Linked DNA regions of Mus musculus: region 2 is linked to region 1. Evidence: chromatin contacts called from public Micro-C data. All regions are on one chromosome and are shown on one strand. Each heading gives the region's core, a stretch centred on a gene start, on an enhancer-like site or on the middle of the called end of the contact. The rest is flanking DNA. Distances are from core to core; before and after follow the strand shown.

Region 1 (4,014 bases), core at 424-2,923:
AGGCCCAGTGCCTGCCTGCTCCCTGCCATGATGCTCATGGACTCACTCTCTGAAACTAAATCCCCCTTCCTTACAAGTTGCCTTGGCCATGGGGTTTCATCACAGTTCTATAACAGTAACTACGGCCAGGTCTTCACTTATGAGGACAGCAGGATAGGCTGTCTGTCTCCTTTAGAGAAAGTCTGGTATTTTTTTTTCTTCATACTAACTTAAACCCTCTGAGGAGCAGGACAAGCAGGCTGGGCACACAGAAGCACTAAGCCCGACCACCACCACTTGAGCACACTCTAAAGCGCTTCAGCTTCTCTGCAACTTCTCTGGATTGAATGCCTAGAAGGTTTTGGTTTTGTCTGTCCATAGGCAGTTCTCCAAATAATTTTCTGCTTTGCTTCAATTACCCTGTTGCTGGCTTTTTTTTTTTTTTTAAAGAAGATGGAACAGAAAGTAGAAAAGGGAAAAAATAAACAGAAAAAAGAAAAAACAAACAAACAAACAAACACCATGGGCTCCTGTCTCTCTCCATTAATGTGGCAGGCTGCCCTAGGCCCGTGCCACACCCCACCTCCTCTTAGCAAACACCCCTATTTTGACAGTGCTACTCTTTGAACTCTTAGTTTGTTCACATGATCACAGGGAAGCAACATAGGAACCTGCCATGAATCATATACAAAATGCTAGAATTCCTGGTCGGAGCTGCCCTACCTGCCGCTAACAGGCAAAGGGGAAAAGACGGATACATAAGAAATCCCGTGTTCCCAAGGGATTCTTGGTGACATGAAAACAGCCATGGCAGCCTGAGCTCTGATGTCTACATCTGGAATCAGTGCACACACCTGGTTTCTTTCCCAAGCTCCCAGTTCTACCTATGAGCATCAGTAAAAATCATAGGAATCTTAGCATGTCCCTTCACTAGGGATCCTAAGGGTAATATTACACAAAAGAATGAATATTACTCTTAGCCAGTAGAAGGCCTTTTAAAGAGTTTTGTTCCTTTGAGTTTCTGAGATGGTGAGTCTATGACCATCATAGCTAGGAGCATGGCAGCAAGCAGACAGGCAGGCATAGCGATGACACAGTTAGCTTACAGCTTACATCTTGATCTACAAGCATTGTGAGGCACAGAGAGCTGACTGAGAATGAAACGAGCATTTTTGAAACCTCAAAACCCACCCCCAGTGCACACCTCCTCTAGGTACTCACTATATACCCCTGGCTGGCCTGGAACTCTCTCTATAGACCAGGCTGGCTTTGAACTGACAGAGATCCACCTGCCTCTGTCTCCTGAGTACTGATATTAAAGGCATACACCACCACTCTCAGATTGTTCATTTTTCCGTAAAGATCAACATTTGTCTAGAATTAGTTCTTGAAATAAAGGTCAGTGTCTCAGATCATCCACCAGATGGTGCTGTGGGACGCAAATGGAGTAGATGCCTCCCGAAGCATCAGACTCCAAGAACAGTAGATTCACAGACAGCAGCCTGTGTACTTTACAAGCATAAATACAAATGTAAGTTAGCAGATTCGTTTAGGTTGCTTTTCATTGGCAGGGGCGTTGGTTTTACAATTCTCTTTTAATATTCAGCTCATGGCTTTCCTATACATAAACAGTCCAGGTAAACCGGGGTCTTTTCTCAGACTAAGTTCAGATACGGTATGAAAACCTCCTTAGCCTGCCACAGCATTGGAAAGCTGAAGACAGCATGGGCTTCCTCACGACAGCTACAGGAGAAGGCTGGACCTAACACTGACATTTTTAACTTGCCTTCTCTACAAAGAAAGCGTTTCATAAACTGATGAGTTCATAACAGGGCCGTAGCCAAGTTAGGAAAACGTAATACCAGCTGGATCTGGATGGAAACGTTGAACCAGGTATACAGCAGAGGGACGATGGGGGAGGGGTGACACATGGAGGATTATTAGCAGGAAGCCTGGTCTCCTGTGCCCACCTCCACTTCCTGCCAGTCGAGTTTTCCTCCTCACCCTTGCCGTCTGGCTCCTGCCTTTCTGAAGTCACCTAGTCTGTGGGCTCTCTGCTGAACTGAAGGTGTTTTCTTTCCTTCACTCTCCTACTATTCCAGCGTGAGACTATCCCGGTGTCCTCTCCAGGAAAAAGTGCTGTTCCTCCTAAGAAGGTCGCTCTCACCGGACCTCCTCCTCACGCTGCCACGCCGCGTGTCCTGGGACTTCTCCCCTCTCTGCAAGCCTCAGCCCCTTCCGTTGTGGACTCCTCTGCTGATGGTCCTACTCCACTTCTTCTGCTTCCCTCTCTCCGTCTCCTCGCCTCTAGCTATCTTCCCGTCTCCCATCCCCCAGACCCGTTCCTGGCTGGCATCAGGCTCCAGACCCACAGTAGCAGGCTCGGAGGGCATTAAGGGCAGATGCCTAGCTCATGGTCAGTTTGGGGCCTCACCTCCCATTCACCAAGTGAAAAGGTTGGAGTACTGGATTTTACTGAGGCTGATGAAGGCAAAGACGCTTCCTGCTGGTCTGAGGAATGGATAGTATTTCCACACACCTCAATGATTAGAACACTGTAAACTACTGAACCCAACCAGGCCCATCAATCTCCCGGTCAGGAGGTCACCCCTGGTTGCCCCTGGCAGTCCCTCTACTTGTAGCACCCGGAAGCCCCTCCATCTGTGCGGTTGTTTGCAGATCTCCAGTGCCAAGCTTTCTGAACTTTACAGTTCTAACCATAAAGCCTAACCCCACTGCCACCCCAGCTTTCTATCTCTCCACTGAATACCAACCAAAATCTTAAGATTTTTGCCTAGTCACTGTTTTCTGTGAAGACTACATAATCCCACTTCTATAGTGGCTTCCAGACTCCCATACCTGACCCTAATTCAAAGGCCTGGCCGACTCCCCTGATCTTCCTACCTCCTCTCCAAAGCCCCTGCCATGATTTCCAGCCTATCTGTCCTGTGGGTTTTTTTCCTCAAACTGTAATAAAATGGACTTTGAATTTCCTTCAGAGTCCATTTTAAGGTTATCTTATTATTGACCAAGGACCTCTAAAAGGAAATCCCAGTCCCCTGTGACACTTGGACAGAGCGGGTCTCCCTAAGGAGAATCCTAACTCACTAGGCAATGTTCTGTCACCTTCTCATTCCACTATTTTTTATTCAGGAATTGAGAACATTTGAAAATATATAACAAATACTCATTATTAGAATTGAAGAAAATAAAAAAGACCAAGAGAAAGTTAAAATCACCCCAAATTCCACCATGCGGAAACAGTTGCTATTAGCAGTTTGGCATAGGCCTTTCCAGTTTTGTTTTGCTTTTTTCTGTGTAAATCCCCGCCTCAAAAATCACCTGGGCCACAGTACACAGATTCTCATATTCTGTCTGTGCGCTTAATAGCATAGTGGATACTTCAACTGTGGCATTATACATCCTTCTAAAACAATCTTGAACATGCTATGGATTGGTTTAATTTTTAATAGATGATACTGGGTTAATAATTGCCTCCGGCATATAAATATTATATGGCAGTGATTTTAATTGTTTGATCTCTTTGCACATCCTAATTACTTCCTGAGAAATGAAACTGCTGGTTTAAAGGCCAGACTGGGCAACAGACCTGACCCAAATCGTCAAACAGCCCTATAGAATGTTTGGATCTGTGCTCTTGTTGGCTACATTCAAGATTAACCACTTCCCTAAAGCACACTTGTCATTTCCCAATATGAGAAATCTAGAAATGAACCGTGACATCCATAGCTTTTGTGTTCTGGCTTGCTCGGCTTGCTCATAAGCTGCATTTCCTTCAGATGCTTCTTGGAGTCTTGTAAGGCTCTTTTGAAAGGAACTTGTGCTCAGGACTTGGAGTTTCTCCACCCTTTACTGTCTAGGGGCCTCAGGGAAAAAAATCTTTTTTGTTTTTCCCCAGATAAGGTCTTTCTATATGGCTTCAAATTTGCTATCTCCCTGCTTCAGCCTCCTGACTGCAGGAACTGTAGATGCGTGCCGCTGTATCTGGATTTAAAAGGCCCTGCTTGTCTTGAC
Region 2 (4,014 bases), core at 509-3,008, 93 kb after region 1:
CGCCTGAGATGTTACTACAATTGATGAATCTGAGCCTCCAAATTGTCAGAGACCTGCTATGGAACACCTGCCCACCCTTTCAGCCATCTGCCTTCAAAAGAAACCACCTAAATCAACATACATAAAAGAGTGTGTGCAACTGCTACTGGAGGCGCAGCTAGGCTTCCTCACCTTCCTGGGAGACAGTCTCCTGAGGCAAGTCATTGGTTAGGTCCAAATGCGTTTCTGTTGGCTCCTCGGCTCCCAAAACACTATGTTCCACAATCAGACGCCCCTTCTTCTCCTCTCTTTCTTTCAAAATAACCTGAAATCCATTACAGCATTCTTTAATTACCAGTCACTCTTCAAATAGGTGCAACAAACTCTTCCAATGTTACACTGAAACACAGGCACAGCCGTGAGGATTCCAGTCGGCTGTGTTACCTGGCTATATAGAAGATGGCCTGTTAAAAGGTGACTTATTTTAGAAACTAAGTTGAGGAGAACGTATAAGGAGAGTGCTAAGAGTCACAATCAAACTCACATCATCTATCTCCGTCTTCAAATGAAGGGAAGCAGGATGCTGAAGCAAACAAGCAAATACGGCACGTCTTTAAATCCGAGGTGACCAAGTAAGATTTCCAGTTTGTGTGATTTACACTCTACAGTTTTCAATTATTCAGGCATGGATTAACTCATTCTGACCCTCTAATACTAAACCAAAGCAGATATCATCATCAATTTATAGGTAAGGAAGACAAAGGTGAAAAGGTGGGCCTAAAACTGCTCTACTCCACACAGAACATACATTGCCGTTACAAAGGTTCAGGGCTAGCTGGCTAGGAGGCAAAGCGCCTGGCTCAGATGTCTGAGGCCTGGGGAGAATAGAGTTAAGAGCAACTGAGAAAACTCTGGATCTAATTAGGCTTCTACATGCAGGCCCCCATACAAGCATGCCCACAAATGCTTGCACACACATATATATGTAAGAGAAAAAAAAATGCCAAGGAAAGAAAGATCTGAACTTATTTCTAAGAAGGGTTTAATACTTTGAATATGAAATGTTTAGCAGTTTATTCTTCAAACATTATAGAAAAATGCAGGGCCTTCTTACATACAAGGAGACTGTCATACAATGCTGGTTTTGAATTAATCAGTCACATATAGCCATGTGCATATTACAACATCTACTTCCTAAAACACAACTAATTTGCAAGAAATACAAAAGGTAAACCTTTAATTATCTGATAAAGAAACATCTCCAGACTCGGGGTTACCTTTTTCAGTGCCGTAGGTCGTTTTAGCTTTGCAATTTCCTTCTCTTTTCCTTTTTTTGCTTTAGAGGAAGTAATATCCAAAGAATTAAAGGATGTCACACATGGCTGACTTTTGGCTAAGGTCTTTCTGTTAGAGTCTTTAGTGTGGAAAGTGGCTGTGGTGACAACTGAAAACAAACAAGAGCATTAGTGTTACTACTGCAGCCAATCTCCACACGTTGACAATCTCCTAAACAAAGCCTCAAAAACACAAGGTTTCTCTTCCCATGGAAATAGACAGAGGACAGCATAATGACAGGCTGGGCCGCATCCCTCAGACACGGCTTCCTTCCAGGTCTTTCACCTCCCAAGGAGAAGTCAATGCAGTCAGGCAACTGACAGGTCTGAAGTAAGCTGGACAGCTGGCGTCCAGTCAGCCTGCCCGGCTGTGTTCTCCTCACTCCTACAGAGGCAGCCTCTTACCCTGCTCACATACTTGGGCAGCCTATGGCTCCTCTCCTCAGCTCAGGGTCAGAGGACATGCTGAGTCTCCTGTTCCCCAGCAAGTGCTACACCCTGCTCATACCCTCATTCTGCAGCCCTGATTCTTACCATTGCTAAGCCTTCAAGTCTCCATCTCTCACTCCAGCAGAATGTTTGTCATTTCCTTGAGAAGACACTGCCCAAATTACAAAAGAAAAAAGAAACCAAAAGGAGAGGACAGACATCCTTCCTCCTGTCCAAGGCCCACTAACCACCTCAGCTCCTAATGCCACTTTAATTCCTCTGGGACCTTGTCCTGTCCCTTTTCTCATGCACTTCCCTGACCCAATCTCTGTTCTTTGAGTACTCCCCTACTCTTCTGTCTGAAACAAAAGCTGGCTTGGGAGGCAAGGCCAAAGCCTCGTCCCATAACTGGGCTGCGTCAGCCTACGGTGCTCTTACTGCTCCCCTTCCCAGTGAAACTTCTCAGCATCATTCTGAGCCCCTTCCTTTCCAAACCAGCACCACCTGGCCTTGGCCCTACCCACTCTCTTCTAAGTGTGCTGTCAAGACCCAGCAGAGCATTGCAGTCGCCAAATACAACTTCCCAATCTTGAAAAACTCCCCCCAGGCCTCTTCTAACATTACTCATTCATTCATTCATTCATTCATTCATTCGTATTTATTTGTCTGACTCTCCTTCCTTTTGTTTCTGAAACCTGGTCACTCCAAGGACTTCTCCCTCATTTTAAATGGACCAACTTCTAACCTGAACTACATATGTTTAAGTCCAGGGCCACTGTCAGCTCTCCTTATGTCACTGTGGTATGTTCATAGCACTCTTCACTAAGCCAGAAAGTACAGGTACAGTATATGTGTGAGGATGTGCCTGCACGTGTGTGCATAAGCATGTGACGCCATCTTGGTGGCGTCTTCCCAATCCCTGTCAATTCTAGTTTTAAGACATGGCCTCTCAGCAATTCGGCTACACTAGCTGGATAATGAGCTGAAGGATCTGCTGGTCTCTGCATCTTTACCACTGGGTTTATGGGTGTGCACTGCTATTCATGCCTGGCTATTACACAGTACTAGAGCTCCACACTCAGGTCCGCATGCTCACGTGGAAAGCACTTCACTGATGGAGCCATCTCTCCAACATCCCAGACTTGTCTTCAACCTACTCCTACAGCCTACTACTCCACACACCATCAGGTCCTTGCAAATGTTCGCTCCCATTCTTTTCTTAGGTTTCCTAACAGCTTTCTTTCTATTCAATACTTTCAAATAAAGACTGGGAAGAGAAGGGAGTCTTATTTCTATCTTCCAGGAACCCAACTCATTCTTCAAAGTCCAGTTAAACACTGTCTTTCCATGCAGTCACTTGTAATCCTTATTTCTCTTCTACTGCCATAAACCCCTCCCCTCTTTCTACAGGCTCACAGAACTTGATATATTTCTCCTAAGACACCACTGTTCATCAGGGGTTTTTTTTTGGTTTGGTTTGGTTTGGTTTTGGTTTTGGTTTTTCGAGACAAGGTTTCTCTGTGTAGCTCTGGCTATCCTGGAACTCACTTTGTAGACCAGGCTGGCCTCAAACTCAGAAATCCACCTGCCTCTGCCTCCCAAGTGCTAGGATTAAAGGTGTGCTCCACCACTGCCTGGCTTTGATCAGATATTAATATGTGTCTATTTTCCTATAAGAGTACCAATGATTGGCCCAACTTGAGACCCATGTATATGAGAGAGCTAACCCATGACACTATTAATGAAACTCTGCTATGCTTGCAGACAGGAACCTAGCATAGCTGTCTCCTGAGAGACAGTTCATCCAGCAGTAGATAGAGGCCGATGAACAGATCCATAGCCAAACATCAGGTGGAGCTCAGGGACCCTTGTAGAAGCGTGGAGGATACAACTGAATAAGCTGGAGAGGTCAAGGACGTCACAAAAAGACCCAGAGTCAATTCACCTGGTACTATGGGGGCTCACAGAACCTGAACCACCAACCAAAGAGCACGCAAGAGCTGGACCTAGGCCCCTACACACTTGCAGCTAATGTGCAGCTTGGTCTTCACGTGAATCTCCTAACAAGTGGATCGGGAGCTGTCTTGGTCTCTGTTCTCTGTCACTCGATCCCCTTTCCCTTATACTGACTGCCTGGTTGGCCCTGAGTGGGAGGGGATATACCTAGTCCTGCTGGGACTAGATGACCCAGGGTGGTATGGTACCCAAGGGGGACTTTCCCTTCTCTGAGAAGGGGAGGGGGCAATGGGGAGAGGGCTTTATAAAGGTAGGA

Evidence for each region. A called contact is a pair of places that touch in the nucleus more often than the background predicts.
Region 2: a Micro-C map of palatal mesenchyme shows a contact between it and region 1, with 2.7 times the contacts expected there. The contact joins two enhancer-like sites. A contact is called at or near these places in 3 of 39 promoter capture datasets (the 3T3-L1 cell line, cranial neural crest and embryonic stem cells), 2 of 15 datasets of contacts at CTCF or cohesin (CD8 T cells and the NIH/3T3 cell line), 11 of 484 Hi-C or Micro-C datasets (the BV-2 cell line, the G1E-ER4 cell line, the HPC-5 cell line and 7 more), 4 of 115 datasets of contacts at active chromatin or transcription factors (the SCID.adh cell line, acute myeloid leukemia, bone marrow-derived macrophages and 1 more) and 3 of 9 other capture datasets (adipose tissue, liver and pancreatic islet).

What each region holds. Positions count from the first base shown.
Region 1 is chr2:125,658,773-125,662,786 of GRCm38.p6, forward strand. The region is part of intron 6 of Shc4 (SHC (Src homology 2 domain containing) family, member 4); the gene reads right to left. Among named protein-coding and RNA genes, the nearest start is that of Eid1, 12 kb to the right of the region's middle. Within about 2 kb of position 1,674, at least 63 of the 459 cell types and tissues checked have an H3K27ac peak or open chromatin away from gene starts, as enhancers often do. A contact at or near this core is called in palatal mesenchyme, where this site is marked.
Region 2 is chr2:125,751,558-125,755,571 of GRCm38.p6, forward strand. It overlaps Secisbp2l (SECIS binding protein 2-like), which reads right to left. Exons shown (of 18, transcript NM_177608.3): 12 at 1,257-1,423; 13 at 172-304. Among named protein-coding and RNA genes, the nearest start is that of Secisbp2l, 29 kb to the right of the region's middle. Within about 2 kb of position 1,759, at least 4 of the 459 cell types and tissues checked have an H3K27ac peak or open chromatin away from gene starts, as enhancers often do. A contact at or near this core is called in palatal mesenchyme, where this site is marked.